Regions from separate parts of the Mus musculus genome. Here region 1 is linked to region 2. Evidence: chromatin contacts called from public HiCAR-type data. All regions are on one chromosome and are shown on one strand. The core of a region is the stretch at or near the end of the contact, and the rest is flanking DNA. Distances in the headings are between cores, read along the strand shown.

Evidence for each region. HiCAR-type assays count read pairs that join an accessible place to other places.
Region 1: a HiCAR-type map of embryonic stem cells shows a contact between it and region 2, with 5 times the contacts expected there. The contact joins two enhancer-like sites.

Annotation. Positions count from the first base shown.
Region 1 is chr7:73,218,726-73,225,320 of GRCm38.p6, forward strand. It overlaps Gm30075 (predicted gene, 30075), which reads right to left. Exons shown (of 5, transcript NR_166609.1): 3 at 5,479-5,607. Among named protein-coding and RNA genes, the nearest start is that of Gm30075, 17 kb to the right of the region's middle. Within about 2 kb of position 4,451, at least 52 of the 459 cell types and tissues checked have an H3K27ac peak or open chromatin away from gene starts, as enhancers often do. A contact at or near this core is called in embryonic stem cells, where this site is marked.
Region 2 is chr7:72,321,267-72,328,060 of GRCm38.p6, forward strand. It overlaps Gm39035 (a long non-coding RNA gene), which reads left to right. Exons shown (of 5, transcript XR_882214.2): 4 at 1,721-1,891; 5 at 2,043-2,074. Among named protein-coding and RNA genes, the nearest start is that of Gm39035, 18 kb to the left of the region's middle. Within about 2 kb of position 5,440, at least 17 of the 459 cell types and tissues checked have an H3K27ac peak or open chromatin away from gene starts, as enhancers often do. A contact at or near this core is called in embryonic stem cells, where this site is marked.

The sequences.
Region 1 (6,595 bases), core at 3,201-5,700, 900 kb after region 2:
GGTGGAACAACATTATGAACTAACCAGTACCCTGGAGCTCTTGACTCTAGCTGCATATGTATCAAAAGATGGCCTAGTCGGCCATCACTGGAAAGAGAGGCCCATTGGACACGCAAACTTTGTATGCCCCAGTATAGGGGAACGCCATGGCCAAAAAGGGGGAGTGGGTGGGTAGGGGAGTGGGGGTGGGTGGGTATGGGGGACTTTTGGTATAGCATTGGAAATGTAAATGAGCTAAATACCTAATAAAAAATGGAAAAAAATGGTATTTTCAGCAAAAAAAAAAAAAATTGAATAATGCTGGGTACAGTGGTACATGCCTTTAGTCCTAGAACTCAGAAGGCAGAGACAGGTGGATCTCTGTGTACTCTGATCTAGGCTGGTCTACATAGTGAGTTTCAGGACAGTCAGAGCTATATAATGAGACCTTGTCTCAAATAAAATAAAATAAAATAAAATAAAATAAAATAAAATAAAATAAAATAAAATATCAGAGAAACAATAGTTGGGATTATTTGAAAATTTGGATTTAAGAAAGTCTAGGTTTTCAGGGGGGGTTATGGACACACATATATCTGTGATTGTGATTTTTATATTGGTTACATATCAATATATATTCCACTAAATATATTATCACTAGTTCATATAATAAAAATAATTGCATTGACATTTTATACCATTCCTCACCCCACTCAGGGACTTAAAATACTCTGCACCTGAACAACTCTGTGGAACCTGAGTTGCACCTGAACAACTTTGTGGAACACTAGCCTGGGGTCCACCAGAGCAGCAGACAGGGAATCAGGAGTTCTTATAAGCATGGGATCAACTAATTGCAGCCCACAGAATTCAGGAGTCTTACAATGGAGAAACATGAAAAGAATACCAATGGCCACCCTGCTATGTAGTTCCCATGCCATCAGGAAGCTGAGTTTAGTGAGTCTAGGAAGCTCAGAGCTCTAGAGAAGAGGGAGGGAAAGAGGGAGAGAGGGAGAGAGGGAAGGACAGAGGGGAGGAGAGAGAGAAGGAAGGAGGGGTAAAGGGAGGGAGGGACAGAGGGGAGGAGAGAGAGAAGAAAGGAGGGGTAAAGGGAGGGAGGGACAGAGGGGAGGAGAGAGAGAAGAAAGGAGGGGTAAAGGAAGGGAGGGACAGAGGGGAGGAGAGAGAGAAGAAAGGAGGGGTAAAGGGAGGGAGGGACAGAGGGGAGGAGAGAGAGAAGAAAGGAGGGGTAAAGGGAGGGAGGGACAGAGGGGAGGAGAGAGAGAAGAAAGGAGGGGTAAAGGGAGGGAGGGAATGGGGAAGAAGGAGGGAGGCTTTCACCTAAACAGGAAGAATATGATAAAGAGACGTAAGCAGGAGCATACCCCATGCCTTGGAGAAGCACCAACAGACTGCACTAGAAAGGGTACCAGCGGGGAAACTTTGTATCAGACAGAGGAAGCACCCAAGCCAGTACAAAGGCAGAGGGGTGAAGCTGTTGGAGCAAAGAAGGTGAGCATCTATTTCTGTTGTCACATTGAAAAGAGATGTCAAGAGCTGAAAGGGTGGCTCATGACCATGTCAAAGGGAGCCCTTTGAGGTTGGTATAACAGTGCCCATTTTTAAGATGAAACATAAGACCAGGCAAATCTATGTAAAAGTTGATGTGCTATAAAGTTAATGTATTTTTATACAAATCCATGTACAAGCTTATTATTAATAAGTTTATGTAGGGTTACACACGTTTATATATTTTGTAATCTGGGCTCTCCAAATCTGTACTTCCCTGAACCATGAAATATTGTAAAAACCTAAGAAATATAAGGGATAAAAAGAACAACAAAAACAAACAAACTAGAAACAAACTTCCAAACCACATCTCAGACTTGGAAAAAGTGTTTCTGGTTCCCAGGAAATAGCGTAGTTTTCTGGCCAGTCACAGAAGCACAAAGGTCCTTCTAGCTGTTATAGCATAGCCTCTGCTAACAAATAAGGGGTTATAGCCACATCCTATGTCTTGCTACACAGTTGGCTTTTATTTCCCCAAAGCTGTCCTTTGCCAAGGAAACAGTCGCCCCTCTCTCTTTCTCTCCAGCTCTGTCACCCCATATTGAGCTGGTTCTGTACTCATTAAGTATCAGGGCAGCCATTGGAAGACCTTCTCGAGACTGTTGGAGATATTTACTCATCCTGAGCCCTGGTCATGGCTTCAAAGAGTCTTGCAAGAGATTAGGAGAGTTTCTTTGATTAATAATTCCATCCCGTGGTCCATAGGGAGCATTTCCCCAGGAAGGAGAACTTGACCAACAGGTACACATGCAGTTCTGTGAAGGTGAATGCTGGACACTGGAACATGATGGAGGTGGCTGAGGGACCTGACTGGCAGACCCAACCAACCCTCCACATACTCTCCCCAGCTGAAGACGAAGCACAAAGAGACATGACTTTTCCCACTTTCTCTCTCTTTGGTTGTGAGAAACCAGTCTGTAGACTACCAAGCCTCAAAGGCTGGTTGTTGGCATCGGAGCCTACAGTCAGTCACCATTAATCAGAATTCTACCACCCAGACTCACAATGGACATTTTTTATTCAAATATAATTTCTATTTTAAGAAAGGTTTCTTATATAAGCTGGTGTTTCCCTAGCTATTGCATGCATATCTTCCCCCATTCACAGATACAATGCCGCATTACCCTTTTCTTTTTAGAATACTTTTTGTGTTACATGTACAAAAACCAACACACACACACACACACACACACACACACACACACACACACACACACACAAAAGTGGAATGCCCAACACAGCAATCCTACTTGTACAGATATTTCTTCCTAAGAAAATATTCAAGTGTGTGCAGAGTTCTGCCCAGGGCTATTTGCCCCAGTTGAAACACAGATATTTTGCCTGCATCTATGTCTGTACAGCAGCCCCATGCTGGTGCCTGCGAAGGCCAGAAAAGGAGAGCAGATCCCTGGAATGACCGTTATAAATGGTTGTGAGTCACCACACGGGTTGTGGGATTGTACTCAAGTCCTGTGGTAGAACAGCCAATACTCTTAACCACTGACCCTTCTCCAGCTTTACATTACAGTTTTCAATGACTACATACTACTTCACCCGACATTACACCATCATACTGTTTAAATTCTCCACTGAGAACTGGGATACTTGTAATCAAGCCATATTGCAAACATCAACTGGGACAAACAGCCTTGGGCAGAACTCTTCACACACTTGAGCAATTATTTTCTTAGGAAGAAATAGCTATATAAGCAGGATTGCTGAGTTGGATATTTCCATGTTGGGGGTCATTTTGGTTTTGGGTTTTTTTTTCTTTTTCTTTTCCCCCCTGAGACAGGGTGTCTCTACACAGCTTTGGCTGTCTTGGAACTCGTTATGTAGACAGATCAGCCTGGCTTTAAACCCAAAGATCCACTTGCTTCTATACCGCTTGCTCTAGCGCTGGAATTAAAGGCATGTGCCACCTAGCTAGGGACACTTGCACTTTTTCTAAGGGTGTCAATCTATCTAATCAAAGAGCCAGAAACTTAAGAAGACATCTGTTTTCCACCCCCTTAGCAACTCTGGGTATTGCAAAATATCCCACTACCTTACATATTCCTAATAACCCAGGGTCCTTCTACTTCCTCCTAACTGACACCAGCCTGCACAGAGAAGCCCTGTCGGGGCAGGGACTGGCTAAACACTGAGGCCATTCTGGATATCCAGAGTTTCTGGGGTTGGGAGAGAGAGAGTACAAAGACCCCAGGGAATCATCTCTCTCAGTTTCTGCTGGAGGCTGGAGAAACTAAGAAAGGAGAAGCCAAGGGTGTGAGGACCACCTCCTTCTCGCTCCCAGGTGCAAAGCCTTTCTCCTGCTCCCCATCCTCCACCTCAAACAACCTCTGTGGGTGAAAGGCAGCCCACAAGAAAGAGAAAAGCAAAGAGAGGCGCATGGAAGGAACAGCCCAGGCCCACGGGTTAGAAGGGCATTCTGTTCCCACCAGGGACCCCCTTTCAGCTGCAAACTGCTGTATTTGACATTTCAATGCCAGCCTGGGGAGGGAGACTGGAGGGAGACCAGAGTGTGAAGAGAGGCCCAGACTGGAAACCTAAATAAAGCCAGGAAGACAAAAAAAGAAAAAAAATCAGCATGCCTTTAATTCAGCTATTTGTTCTTGCTGTTTCCCTTCAGCAGACTGTGGCATTCAGAAGCAAAAGGGATCTCTCTCTCTCCCTCTCTCTCTCTCTCTCTCTCTCTCTCTCTCTCTCTCTCTCTCTCTCACACACACACACACACACACACACACACACACACACACTTGTGACATTTAAGAACAATGTGCACTTGGGCAGGAATGGGTGGAGGCAGACAGAAAAGAAAAAATGTTTCTAAAAGAACTGAACCTCCCGGACCAAACCTTGAGCTTTGTCTTCCTTGGGAAGGCCCTGGAAGTGATTCCTTTTAATCCCATTGGAGAGGAAGAATGAAAGGAACTCAGATTTGGAAAACAAAACCATGCAGTCTCAAACCTAAGAAAGAGCGTTGGGAAGAAGCCCAGAGTAGTACTGAACCAGGGTACTGGAGGCTGACCCCTCAGCTTAGGGTGGGCAGAGCAAAGCTTCTCTCTCCACCCAGTCCTGACACCTAGTCCTCCCCTGTGGAATGACAGCTCTCAGGGAACCACCCTGTGGATTTCCTCCTCAGTTTGCCTCTAGATTCACCAGTACAACCCAATTTGCAGATGAGAAAATAGAGGTCCAGGAAGATGTAGTGGGAAGCTAAGATCCCAGGTGAAGTCCACTGGGACCAACTCTTAAGAAAGGATGCCTTTAATCCCAGAACTCAGGAGTTAGAGACAGGCAGACTTCTGTGAGTCCCATGACAGCCAGGGCTACACAGAGAAACCCTGTGCAGGTGTGGGGTGTATGGGGAGACAGACAGACAGACAGACAGAAAGGAGATAATAGTGAGTGAATACTATTCTATAGATTATTAGAATTCTGATGTAGGCTGTTCTAATTTCATTTCTGTTGTGATAAAATACCCTAACAAAAGGCAGCTTAAGGGGGAAAGTATTTTTTTACCTCACAATCCCAGGATATATACAGTCCACCATAGCAGAGTGTTATGTCTGGGCAGGGGGAACTTAAAACAGCCAGTCACTTCATATGCATAGCCCAGGGCAGAGAGAGATACACATATGCGTGCTTGTCCACACTCAGATCACTCTCTCTGTTAAATTGTCCAGGATCAGTGCCCCCCACCATGAGCCAGGTCTTCCCTAGCTCATGATTACAACAATTAATCAATTACATCAATTAATGTAATCAATACAATCTCCCACAGACAAGCCCACAACCTGATCTAGACGGTCCCTCATTAAGACTCTCTTCCCATTTGATTCTAGGCTGTCAAGTTGAGCTAACCACGCCACAGGCCTAGAACCCGAGTCCCTTTTCTATGGTATAAAGAGCATCTTATCTCCTTACCCTGCTTCCTCTTCTGTTGTGCAAGACCTAGCCATGTGGCTCCATGTGTCACACAGCCACCCAGCACGGTGCTATTCTCCACCCACAGTAGAACAGGACAGATTGCTGGGGACCCAGATGAAGGGTGCTCTGAAGAAGACAAGGGATGAATACCACTCAGGCTGGAGCAGTGTAATGAGCATAGGGTAAAAAAGGCTTTTAGACACATAAGAATAGCTTAGTCAGGAATCCCACTACACCCAAGGCTGCATATGATAACCAGAACTCAGTGACATCACTCGATCACTCATTCCAAATAACCAGACACGGTCCTAGAACCCCATGACACCCACTGAACCTCTTAGAAGTAAATAAAAGACAGAGAGACTCTTCTAAGTTTATCAAAGAAATGCTTAGCTCTCCACATCTGGAGAGACTCCACTTTGATCTTCCCTGCAGCTCGAGAGTTTCTCCCAGGATCCTGACCCTTGGATCAGAGACTTCTGTTAGAGACTGGACCAGACCTTCAGCTAAGTTATGTTGCACAGGTGAGCAGCCTTGGAGAGACAGGTTTAGGACTATAGTTAAGAATTTAAAGTGTGAACCTTGTGTGGTGACCCTCAGTGTAACAACATATAACTTCCGTTATACTAATTACGTACATCTACCTCCTTGCTCCAATGGGCAGGAAGTGGGTAGGGTTGGAATTTAAGGGAAAATGCTACCAGGGAAACTGGGGTTTCCCTTCATACGTCTGTGTATCAATACGAGGGTTTAGAAATAGACTTAGAAGCAAGCACCAGGGCAATATTACTAAACTTTAAGAGAAAAACAAAAACACAGACAAGCCATAAATCTTAGCAGCTGTCAGAAGAAGGGAGACGGGGGGGGGGGGGGGAGGGGGGGGCCACGCCTTTGAGTTAAGGCTGGAGAAACCGGCCTGTTCAGCAATTGAGGTCTGTGAGTAGCTGTGCAGTGGGGTGGGGGGGACGACTTCTGAAAAGGGTACAGCTATGCAGAGTGCCGAGGAAAGCATGCTTAGTATTTTGGCCAGTATTAAGAGAAAAAAAAGCAGGTGCGGGGGTGGGGGTGGGGGTGGGGAGATGTTTGGGTTTGTTTCTGAGTTCAGACCCGCTTA
Region 2 (6,794 bases), core at 4,190-6,689:
TCAAACAACATGGCCTCCATATGTCTACCACCATCTATGGCATGAAAAAAATCAGTCATGAAAAAAAAAATCAACATCCCTTTCCCCTGGGCTCTATTTCTTATTCATCCGTGTATTTTGGGAGAGGTATTATTCAAGTTTTTATATGATCATTTTTTTCCTTGCTTGTTTGATATATGTCATAATTTGAGCAAAGGTGATTTCAAACAGGACCCTCTAGACTCTCATATTAAGTTTTGATTATTTTGACACACACGGGAAATCTAGTATAATTATAATAAAAGCAAAAGCAACCATTATTAGGCAAATAAATGAGCATGGCACACATGGCATGTGAGCATGTTGCCCTTGAACAGGCCTGGGTAAGGAGAACTCATTTGAACATACTGATCCCAAACAGATTCTTAGGAATTAAATCAATGGATATGGTAATGATAACATTGATGATAAGAATAAAGTTCATGCTGTCTTCCCCCAGTCCTAATTTTATTGGAGTTTTTATAGCATTTTATTATGAAAATTCTTAAAAATTACAACCTCTATATGATGATTAACCTGGGTTTTTACTCTATTATGCATTTTGTTACATACCAGTTCTACTCGCTATACCTCTGTTTAATTTTTGAGACATCTTAAACAGAAGGTATCATTGCACATCTTTCAGGACCCCATTATTTAGAGCTCAGCTCTACTTTTTGTTTATATATGATGCACACTTACAAATCTAAAATAGTGTTCACTGTTTAACTGATAAATACAGGTAGAATACCAAACTATTAAGATATTTTCTTTGCCCTCCAAATTTCCTTAATCTATTTCTCTTAAGTCAGTGTCTATATATATATATATACCCAAACACACACACACACACACACACACGAGAGAGAGAGAGAGAGAGACAGAGACAGAGACAGAGACAGAGACAGAGAGACAGAGGCAGAGACAGACAGAGACAGAGGCAGAGACAGAGAGAGACAGAACGAGACAGAGAGGGACAGAGAGTCACACTCACAGTGTGTTAATCTCATTTCTGATATACTTTTCTATCACAGTTTAGTTTGCCTATTCTGGAACTTCAGATAAATAGGACAACACCTTTATAGTCTTTCATGCAAGGCCTGACTTTGTTCGCTTTTTCATTGTGTTCTTTTTCTGCTGGATGCTATTCTATTCTATGACTTGTTCATTCTATTGATAGACACTTGACTTTTCCCACTAGGAGGTGCTTTGAGTAAAGTTGTTAAGAACATTTTTAGATTAGCCTTTTCCATAGAACAATATGTCCCTTTGATGGGTTTTAGGGACATGGGAACTGATTGCTTCCCCTTGTCTGTCTCCCAGCTCCATATACCTACTCCATACTTTTGAACTGTAAATAGAGACTCTTAGACAATGTAGTGGTTTGAATGTAAATAGCCACATAGGCAAATGTAGTTGAATGTTTAGTCTGCAGTAGGTGAAACTGTCTGGGAAAGATTAGGAGCACTGGTAATGGGCTTTGAGCTTTCAACAGCCCATGTCATTTCCAATTACTCCTCCCCTTCTCCACCTCTCTTTCTCTGAGTCCACTGATACATTGCCTGCCTGCCTGTCTGCTGCCTTGCTTCTTACTGGGATGATTATGGGCCAATGTGATGATTATGTGATGATTCTAGAATCATGTGCCCCAAAGAAAGTGCTTTTTTTTTTACATGTGCCTTGGTCATGATGTCTTTGTTAGGGTGCAACAAATCACTATTGCTGCAGGGAACACCGTGACCAATAATCAAGTTGAGAGGAAAGGCTGATTCGGCTTACTCTTCCATACCACTGTTTGTCATCACAGCAAGTCATGACAGGAACTCAAGACATGGCAGGAACCTGGAGGCAGGAGCTGATGCAGAGGCCATGGGTGAGTGCTGCTTACTGACTTGTTTTACCTGGTTTGTTCAGCCTGCTTTCTAAGAGAACCCAGGACCACTAGCCCAGGGTGGTACAATGGGCTGGGTCCTCCCCCACCATTCACTAACTAAGAAAGTGCCTTACCTCTGTATCTTTTGTAGGCATTTTTTCAGTTGAGGCTCCTTCCTCTCTGACTCTAGCTTGTGTACAAGTTGACATAAAACCGGCCAGCAAACATAGTATCTCTTCACAGCAATAAAAAGGTAACGAAACCCCCACACACAGAGAGAGAAAGACAGACAGACAGATACACATATAAACACAGAGATACACATACACACAGACACAGACAGACAGACCAACAAACATATACACACACACATACATATACACCTATACACCACAGCATTAATTTCACCAAATGAACAGAAGTGAAAGTGATCCATTGTTTGTTGATGATTAGCAGCAGAAATGTAACCTCGAGCCACCGCACTCCACCCCTGTAATTTTTGTGAAATGATTGCAGTCATTTTCCTGGAATAAGCAGCGATTAGAGACTCACAGTTACTTTGCTGGCCATGGTGATCCCTTTTCTACTGCTTAGTTAATATGTTTTGCTTAAACAGCCAAGGTGTTAAAATGTCTACAATTTTAAGACCACTAAAATCTAGGTAGCATTGTAAAAAACTTTTAGGGATTTCTATTCAGAGTACCAATCTCAGATACACTCTCCTCTGGTCCCTTCACTTTTAAAAATCCACTTTCTTCATGCTGAGACACTGTCTGGCCGCCACCCATCTGGGGCTAGTCCAAGAGGCTCCATGACTGCATAGAAGCCCCTCAATGAGTCAGAAAGGTCCTCTGTTTCCAGTAGTATCATGAGCAAATGGGACTTGATGTTGATTGCCATGGTAATTAATGAAAGGGAATTTTAAAACATTCTCTTTGTTAAAGCAAATACACTAGATCCTATGTTGTCTTTTCTTTTATGTTTTCTCATAATTCTTGAGCTGCTAGGATTTTGGTATCAATTCCCTCAGTAGTTCCAAGAGTTGCTTCTATCAAATATCTAATGAAGACATTTCCAAGATTGGCAGCCAGTAGCACATACCACAGTTGGTCTGATATGAAAAAGCTGCAGTCTTCAGTACCACACATGGACCTGCTGACAGCGTGAACTTTGTAAATAACTGGGGGGAGTGGGTAAGAGCTCCTGAAGGAAGCACCACTAATGAGCTAACGATAAACCATCTCCGCCTAGGGCCTCCCAGCGTCCTGTAAATGGCAAAGATGTCTCTGGCTACATAGCCACAATGTTACTGCATTTCCTCCTAAGTGAGGTGTGATTAGGGCCGCTGGCTTCTGGGCCCTAATGGATGAGGCCACAGCTGCCTCTCACATAAAAAATATTGTTGACTGTGCACTAGAAAATTCTCTCTGCTCTACAGTTCCAGAAAAAAAAAATCTTCAGTCTGGAGTCTAGTGTCTTTCTTTTGGCACTTAATTCTCAAGATGATAAGATTTCTTTCTTCTAAAGTACCCAAGGAACTAAAGGGATCTGCAACCCTATAGGTGGAACAACATTATGAACTAACCGAACTAACCAGTACCCCGGAGCTCTTGACTCTAGCTGCATATGTATCAACAGATGGCTTAGTTGGCCATCACTGGAAAGAGAGGCCCATTGGACATGCAAACTTTATATGCCCCAGTACAGGGGAACGCCAGGGCCAAAAATGGGAGTGGGTGGATAGGGGAGTTGGGGGGTGGGTATGGGGGACTTTTGGGATAGCATTGGAAATGTAAATGAGGAAAATACCTAATAAAAATATTAGAAAAAAAAAAGAAAAAAAACAGATTTCTTTCTTCTAATTGTCCACATGTTTGATGCCCAGTATTGCTTCTACTTGGTGAGCATCTGATACATATACTCCAGGGGCAGATGCTTTCATTGCTGTTTCTCATGGCTGCGACAAAATGCTAGTTTATCTGGGCCATAGTTTGAAGGTACCATCAGTCATAGCAAGGAAGGCAGCGAAGCCAGAGCATGAGCCAGCCGATCACATTACGTCTGCAGTAAAGAAGGAGAAACCAATGAATGGTGTTGCTCAGCTCATGTTTCCCTTCTCATCTCAGCCCCTGGAAATACTCAATCTATTGATTATTCCCAACTCAACCCAATTTAGAGTTAAATTTATATGCTGGGTCTCTGAACGTTTCTGTCCATCAAGGCCATCAGGAGGTAATCCTGAGCCATCTTCCCAATTTCTTCCCCTTTGTTAATATCTTAAGATCTCTTGATACATGAGTCACAATGAAGAGACACTGGTAGTTGCTACTAATTAAAAGCCAGTCTTTATTTGGATGCCACTTTCCCCCCTCACTGCCACACTTTGTATATAATGATCTCATGCAGGATGGCACCATCTGCTTAGTTGTCATGTTCCCCTGCTCTCTTCTGGTCTATAACCATGTCTCTGTCATTCCTTGTTGTCCAAGTCCTCCCCACATTTGAAGAAGACTAACTACATGTCTGGTAGAATGTGTAACTGTTTGATCTGCTCTGTCACATTTTAAAAGTATGATAACACTTGAAAGTCTAATCTTACACTGAATAAGTGTCACAGACAGGTACAAGTTAGGGGACCTCATGTCAAGGTAGACTGGGAGCTCCAAGGCATTTATAGGATACTGCTGGTGAAGTCCGCCTTCAGCACACTATAGTTCCCCACATTTTCCTTTAAGACTTTTGGAGCCTGTCTAAGAATTTAGTCCCATGTCCTCTGCCATGCCCTCTGACAATTTTTCAAACTCGTGATTCAGGAACCTGGCTCTTTCAATAGGCAATGCCCTTCTCCAAACAGGAAGGGACAACTGAAGCCACCAACCTTAATAAACAGTGCTTGGTTTGTACCTGCCCAGGGCGGAGCTGGACGAACAAATACACGTTGGCTTCCTGTAATTTGCTAAGTCATGCCTCACCCTCTTACAGCAAGTTCTGCAGAGTGGGAGAGCATTTCCTAAGAAGGTAGCCTATTGTAATGCAAACGTTATAGAGAAGATTTGAAATTAGGAAGACTGCACTAGGAGGCAAGGACTCAAGCCTTTCAGATAGGCTAGGCCAGCACTGTGGGTTTTACCAAAGTCTCTGAGTGCTCTTCCCTAAACTAAAAGACTACAATCCAAAATGCCCTCATTCATGTGCTAAGTTCTAGGGTAGATGAGCAATGGCCTAAAAATAGAGATACCTTGCTGTGCAGAGATTTCCTCTTCACTCAAAAGCCTCACTACAGGCAGCTCATCTTTATAAATACTCAGGTTTTAAGGAGAAAAGGTGTCTGCTAGGATCTTGTTGAAACACAACTCTATACTTGGCTGAGCTTCAGAAAGGATAAGAACAAAAGAAAATGCTATGTGTTTTGTTTTCTTCATTTCTAGCCCCTTTCAAAAGAGCTCCAGAAATTTCTTTTAGGAGAGAAGCTACAAGACACAACTGCCCTGTGTTACAGGTATAGGCATGAGTAAGTAAGGCAGGAGTGGCAGCAGGCGGGCTTTCCCCTGCCTGTATCAGTGCCTCATAAACTGATACTCATGGATACATCAGCAGCTGAGGTGTGCCTCTGAGAATTACAGGAGCTTAGAAGGTAATTTGCCTGCTGCTCTCTATAGATAGACCCTATTGTCTTTATCTAGAGCCTAAAACTCGGGTTGTTTTAACTAGCATATTAATTGTTTGAGTTCAGTTTCAACTAAAGAGACAAATCTGGAGAACATTATCAATATACTACTTTATTGAACGCTATAAACTTTCAAACAAGCATCATTGTGTGCAAGTGTTATTTCATTTAAAGTCGGTGCTGCTAGGAATGAGTCCTGTGCTGCGGCATTTGTCACACTTATTTAAAACTATTATGGAAGAAGGATCAACTTATAATTAAATATGGGTTTCAACATGTACAATATAATAGGGATGCATATTTTTCAAGCATGCAGGCATCGTTCCTTAAAGTTCCCAAGAGCCCCTGGGCATGCTCTCCCAAGCTTCCTCCTCCTTTCACATGCATTTTCTAGCATTTAGGGAAATGAAATCTGCTTTCCTAAGATCTAGTTTCTTGCACTCCAGATGATTATTTGGGGAGTTGTTTGCATGTCATTTGCATATGCACTCGTATGCTCAGAGCCGAAGCACAGCATTGCATCTATTTGAAGAGGCCATCATGTACCTGGTGTCAGACATTTCAGTACTTTCCCAAAGTCCCATCACTACCCCAGAACCCTGCCACCTAGTTCAACCATCAGCCACACCCACAGAACCCTTTAGATTATAGAACTGTTACCTAATTTTGTCCAAGTTCTTGTAGAGGCTTGCAAATTTGCAGCTATTTTTGTAGTGGAATAATATTGGTGGCTACAAGATCTCTTGAGTTTAAAATCCTCATGGAGTTGATTTTCTTGTCATGGGAAGATAATGCTTGAGCATTCGATTCTTAGCTTCTGTGCTACATGGGTGTTATATTATCTTTCAATGGCCTTTGGTCTCAGTCGTGAAATTTTATTTATATGCTCATTCACTCTCTACAAGCCTGCTCCCTTTGGATCTTGGTGCCTGTTATCTTGGTCTGGTCTCTAGATGGTAGAATTACTTTTTTGTTTTTCTCAACATTTCTAAAGTTTGACATAATGTTGCTTCATTACAGTTTTTTGTTCTATAATTTATTGACTGTATTTAACTACATAAGGTTTGTGTATGTGTGTGTTTGTGTGTATGTGTGTGATATTTAGTGTGTGTGTGTGTGTGTGTGTGTGTGTGTGTGTGTGTGTGATAGTTACTATATTCCAAAGTACCTTAATCATGGGATAGGTGCTCTATAAATCAATAAATGATGACTGACAGGCAGACATATAAAGCAAAA